Regions from separate parts of the Rattus norvegicus genome. Here region 2 is linked to region 1. The links are chromatin contacts, called in public Hi-C maps. All regions are on one chromosome and are shown on one strand. Each heading gives the region's core, a stretch centred on a gene start, on an enhancer-like site or on the middle of the called end of the contact. The rest is flanking DNA. Distances are from core to core; before and after follow the strand shown. Region 1 holds the start of Galt (galactose-1-phosphate uridylyltransferase). Region 2 holds the start of Dnajb5 (DnaJ heat shock protein family (Hsp40) member B5).

Region 1 (2,835 bases), core at 316-2,815:
TCCCCTGTCCGCAGTCAGTGCACTCAGCCAAGAAAGCCATTACAGCCTGCCACATACTTGCCTGGCAGTGGGGATGGGGGTTAGAGCAACCCATCATGGCTCCTTTGTTTTCAAAGATCTATTGGGTAAAAGGAGAAGGACTCAGCAGTCACACAGTCATCAAGCCAACCCCTCCTCGCCATACCCTGTGGAAGCAATACTGCTACTCCCCCAGACCAAAGTTACACCTCCCCCTCACAGACCTGCACCCAAGGGTACTGGGCGCCCAGTTCCTCTGTGACTGAGGCCCATGCATCGATGACAGCTCGGATCTCAGGGACAGACATGAGTGGCAGCGTCACATCCGACCAGGGGTGGAAGCACATGACCTTACTAGGTGGTGAGGGAAGAATGACAAAGGGATAGGGGTTGGGTGCTAAGGGCAGGGCCCAAGCCCAGGTCTTAGTCTTCAGCCCTGGCTGGAGGTTATAAGCGGGGAAACCCATAGTTACCAAACTCCTCTGGCGGCCTCCACTCGGAAGAGAGGGTGGTCACTGGGTCCTGGAATAAAGAAGTATTACACTCTGCAACACAGGTTCCCCGGTCAGATCCAGTCTCCCTTCTCCCCAACAGTGGTTAAATTGAGGGTACCTGGATCCGGAGCATCGGGCTGCAGAGCCGGGAAGTCATTGTCAAATAAGAAGGTGCCATCATAGGGGGGATTCACCTACTGACAAGAATAGGCTAGAAATACAACCATCTGACCCAATTCAAGGGGTACACAGGCTGCGGGGGGGGGGGGGGCGCGAAAGGCCCTTTCTAAGGATCAAAATTGCTTGCTGGGAACTGACTCAAAAGGGGGTGCACTGCTCCCTCTTGTGGGCGAAGAGCAGTAATAAGGAAAAACTATTTCCTCCTATTCCACTTGGTGGCTGTGTATTCGGGCTTACCTCCCCATTAGCTCGTGTGGCCCCGGGACACAGAGGGTTGAGTGGGTCATGGCGGGGGACCGTCTTCAGAAGCTGGGGCTCCACTTGTCCTTGCCAGGGCCGCTTCATGCGATGGGCTGACACTAACACCCACTCATCCTGGAGCGGGTTGTAGCGAATATGCTGGTGTTCTGGGGGACAGTCAGTCAAGGATCAGTCAGCAAAATTCCCTGTCTCCCTCTTCCCCAATGGCTCTAATGCCTTAGCAGGCCCAAGTTCAGGGACGCTAGGTCCGCGCAGTGTTTCTAGAAGCTAAAGGCTGCCAGAGGGGAGTTAAAGGGTTAAACGCTTTCGGTGCCACAAGGCCTGCAGGCCCTTCCTTCCCTCGCCCGCCACCCAGGCCTCCGGGAGGAGTGCCAACCTTGATACTGGGACTAGAACTTCCTACGGAACGGGAAGGCTCGGCTCCGCACTGCAGCGGGTCCAGGCCGCCCAGTAATTACCGCTCGCCCGGAAGGTCGCTGCCATGGCGTCCGCCTCTGAAGCCTGCTGGCGCTGCTCAGGATCGGCTCCGCTTTGCGACATGAGGTCACACGAATTAACCTAAAGTCCGTCAAGAAAGTGCACGGGGATAAACTCACCACTCCATAGTTTTCCCCCGCCCACCCTGGATGATTGGCTAGCCGCCAACACGTGACGAGGGGGACAGCCTGCCACTTGAGGGCGGGGCTCGGGACCGCCGCACACCTCCCCAGGATGTTTTGATGATTCTCCTCCACACCGGATTGGAGGCACTTCTCTGGAGAGCATCTGTGAAAAGTGGTTGCTGTATCCATTCGTCCGGCCACAGATTCAGCAAATATATACGGGAGGGGAAGCGAAATTTCCATACGTGCACATAATGGCTTTTGGTCACAGTCACCCTCCTTTGTTACTATCTCCTTCTTACCCGCTAAAACTTTTTGTTCCCAGTAAGCCCCCCTACTTTCGCGTACATTTATGTCTTTTGTGACCCACTGAAATAGTTATGGTTGCTTTCATGAGTTTAGAGCTATTTACTGGAGCATGGGCAACATATCAGCTCCCCACTCAAGGACACTCCTCCTGTCAGCAACCTTTAACTGTCAATAGTCCCTCAGAGAGGCGGAGCCTCGTCGAGTCCTCCCCCAACCCCACCAGCACCCTCCCCATCCAGTATGAGCAGCTGTGGCTAAGATGCAAGTTGGGGACTGGGAGGGAGTGGGGGTGTTGATCATACTATAGATGAAGCCTGCAGCCTGGCCCTTCACGTGTTGCCTGGAGATGTGAGTACTTCGCTGTAACGATGTCTTTATCCTCATCAGCAGAAATAAGCTTAGATAAAAAGAACTGAGTAAGTGTGGGGTGTGGTGGTATACACTAGAGACAGAGGCAGTAAACTTACAAGTTCAAGTTCGGCCTACGCAGTTCTCCATAGCAAGACCCAATTGATAAATAAAGTAAACAAAAAGAAAGCAATATGTGCGTGCGTGCGTGCGTGCGTGCGTGCGTGCGTGCATGCACGTGCACACACACCAGGAACAGTGGCATGTTTGCCTAGAGTCTCAGCTACTCCAGAAGCTGAAGCAGAAGATCATTTGAGCCCACAAGTTCTAGACCATCCTGACCAATATACTGAAGCCAATCTCAAAAACAAGCAAAAGGCCGTGAGTGTTTGAAAGGCAGAGACAGTATCTCTATGAGTAGCCTTGCTATGTAGAGAGCGCTAGGCTAGGGGCTGGGGATTTAGCTCAGTGATAGAGCGCTTGCCTAGCAAGTGCAAGGCCCTGGGTTCAGTCCCCAGCTCCGAAAAAAAGAAAAAAGAAAAAAAAAAGAGAGAGAGAGAGCGCTAGGCTATTGACTTTGGTCTGTTGCTATGTATTGTAATGTTAAAGACTGGCTCCCCAGG
Region 2 (2,823 bases), core at 84-2,583, 250 kb before region 1:
GGGAGGAGAGAGGTGATGAGAGATGACAAAAGGAAAAGGCTGAAGTGGACCACAGGATACTGATGGGTTGAGAGGGAGAACCAAAGAGCTGAGATGTTCAAGATATTTGTGGGAACATGAGTTTGAGAGAGATGAAGGACATGGGGTCCGATTCATTCAAAAGTACAAGTGAGGTGGCGGGGGATTCATGCACACAGCAGGAGATGAGGATGAGAGGGAGGGAGGAAGGAGGCAATGAAGGGAATGGCTGATGTGGAGGACCTGACTTGGCATGGGTATGAGCGCCCTTCTCAGGAGGGACTTACCGAAACTTTACAAACCCATTCAGCGTCCACGCTCGAAGTTTTAAGGGCTCCAGCTGAATTTTAAACATCAAGCTGGCTAAGAAGTCTTCTCCCCAGAAGTGTGGGAAGCTCCGGAAAGCTCCTCGAGCCTGCAGTGGGGGTGCTGCTGGGGGTGGGCAGGACAGCACTGTGCGCTTAAACATGCCCAGCCAAGCCCCTCACCTCTGATCGCTCCACCGGAGCCTGCCTGGGACGCTGTAGCTCTGGAAGCCACCTCCTCAGATTCCCACAGGCCGTGGCCCAGCAAGGCCTGTCTCGTGCCCCAGAAGCTGGACCTGATCCCCAGGTGTAGAGTGCAGTGAGAGGGTCCAGTGGCCACCTGCTCTCGGGTACAGCAGTGTCTGGCTGAATGGTGTGAGCGCCTGGACGGCTGTGTGACAGTGAGGCCGGAAGTGACTGTGTGTAGTTGTTGAGTGGCAGCGTGTGTACCTGTGACAGGTGTGATGATAGTGAGGGCCTGAGAGACAGTGAGATCCTCTCGCCTGTCTGGGGAGGACCCAAGCCCAATCCCCAAGAACCTACTCAATGAAGTCACTGACGGGGAGTCTCCTCCCCCGCAGATGGGCGGGGAGGGGCGGGGCAGAGCGGAGCCTGGCCCGGACAAAAGGCGCGGCAGGGAGAGGAAGGAAGGGGGTTCGCGCGGGGGAGGGGGTCGGTGATGTCACCCCAGCTGGCTGGCTGGCCTGCTCAGAAACGCCTCTGCCCGGCGCAACCCAATCCGACCCGACCCAACCCGACCCTTGTCGCCGACACCCAGCACCTGGCAGACCCCGAGCTCCCAGGCCCCTCACCCCAATGGCAGGGCAGACTATGGGCCCACGGTGTCCCAACCCCCCATACCAGGACCTGTCTTCTCGACGCCCCACACCCGGGACCCCCGAGTCCTCGTTCAGCGCCCTCACCGGTGAGGAGCTGCGGGCGCCGCCGCGGTCCTTCTATCAGCCGCTGCCCCCTCCCCCGGCTCCGGCTCCGCCGCCTCCACTCGGGACAGGAGTCGCCTGCCCGCCGGCCGCAGACAGCGGGACCGGGAGCCCGCCCCCACGGCTCCGCCTCCTCGCTTTCCATTGCACGGTCTACCCGTCACTCAGCTCGAACTCTGCTGTGATTGGATATCTCTCAACGAGCGTCCGGGAGATAGCCACCTCTTCACCGCCCCTGTCACCCGGCCACACGCGCACACATTCCGGGCAGTGATTGGTGTGGGTGTGATTGGTGCCCTCTAGGATCAATCAACCACACCTCTTCTCCATCTCGTCGTGTTATTGGTGAAAAGGACATAGGGAGGCAACTCCAGGCGCCCTTTGATTTTATTGGCTCGTCCCTGTGATTTTGACCAGTGGGGGCAACTATATTAGTCCAGTCTCCAGTATAAGAAGGTGAGACATTCTGGCCACCGCCTGAGTCCAAGGAGAACCTTCTGGAACGAGTGCAACCTCAAAGACAACCTAATAGGAAAACTGCACTCGCAAGTTGGCGTTGTCACCAAGCATTCTTTCTTTTCTTCGTTTAGGAGAGTTGAAGGAGAGAGAGAGAGAGAGAGAGAGAGAGAGAGAGAGAGAGAGAGAGAGAGAGAGAGAGAGAGAGAGAGAGAGAGAGAGAGAGAGAGAGAGAGAGAGAGAGAGAGAGAGAGAGAGAGAACGAACTCTGGGGAAGTGTAGTCTCTAGACCAGTGCCAAAGCTCAACCTTTTTTACCCGTCTTCTATAAAATTGTGAGCCAACTTGACCTGGCCTGATTTAGTTTTACCTTGTCTTGACCTGGGATTGACCTGACATAGTTTAACTGTAACACAATCCGACCCGGATAGACTTGAGATTCTAAGTGCCCTTGTGATCACCCTCTGTGCTAGTAACTGGTAACACCTTCGTGAGTCTCTATCCAGATCCCTTCCATCTTCAGTGCTTTCACGCCGGCTCGCTTAGGAATAGTGGCTTCTCAGCCACGTGGAGTCCAGTGTCCAGTTCAGACTCCTTATAAACTAACCTTCCATCTTCTCCTCGGATCCCCCCCCCCGGCCTTTTTCTTGCCTACTGTGATATCTGTCTGGTCTTCCCTCACCCCAAATTTCAGTCCTGTTCTGTTTGGCCCTGTAACTCGTCCCCCCACCTTTTGTCTTAATTCTTAAGTCATCTGTTTCTGTGGTCTGCAATATCATAGCTCATAGGTCTTTCTCCCTTTAATCTTTTACCTCAGCTTCTCATGATCCTCTTTCTTAACTCCCTCATACACTGTCATCTCTGACCCCCCCCAACCCCCCTAGTAAATCATTAAATCTCAACCCCAGTGTCCCCGATACTCAGAGCAGGCGGGGCTGCGGAGGCGGTCGCCAGCGGAAGCCGCCGCTCCAGCAGACACCGAGCTTGGCGCCCACGTTACTGTCTCCCAGGCCCATCTGTGCTGGAGGGAGCGGGGGTGGGAGGGGGTAATCTGGGGGTGAAGAGGGGGAGGGGGTTCTTGAGAGATTTGGTGACAAAGGCCTG

What was found. Hi-C and Micro-C count contacts between places; a contact is called where the count stands out from the background.
Region 2: a contact with region 1 is called in a Hi-C map of liver, with 2.6 times the contacts expected there. The contact joins the promoter of Dnajb5 here to the promoter of Galt in region 1. A contact is called at or near these places in 3 of 12 Hi-C or Micro-C datasets (the A7r5 cell line, frontal cortex and liver).

Annotation. Positions count from the first base shown.
Region 1 is chr5:61,721,630-61,724,464 of GRCr8, reverse strand. Galt (galactose-1-phosphate uridylyltransferase) reads right to left here and starts at 1,565. Exons shown (of 11, transcript NM_001013089.2): 1 at 1,412-1,565; 2 at 930-1,099; 3 at 631-706; 4 at 492-540; 5 at 243-372; 6 at 62-118. The coding sequence starts at 1,493.
Region 2 is chr5:61,971,216-61,974,038 of GRCr8, reverse strand. It overlaps Dnajb5 (DnaJ heat shock protein family (Hsp40) member B5), which reads right to left and starts at 1,333. Exons shown (of 5, transcript NM_001415952.1): 1 at 1,247-1,333; 2 at 306-773. The coding sequence starts at 487.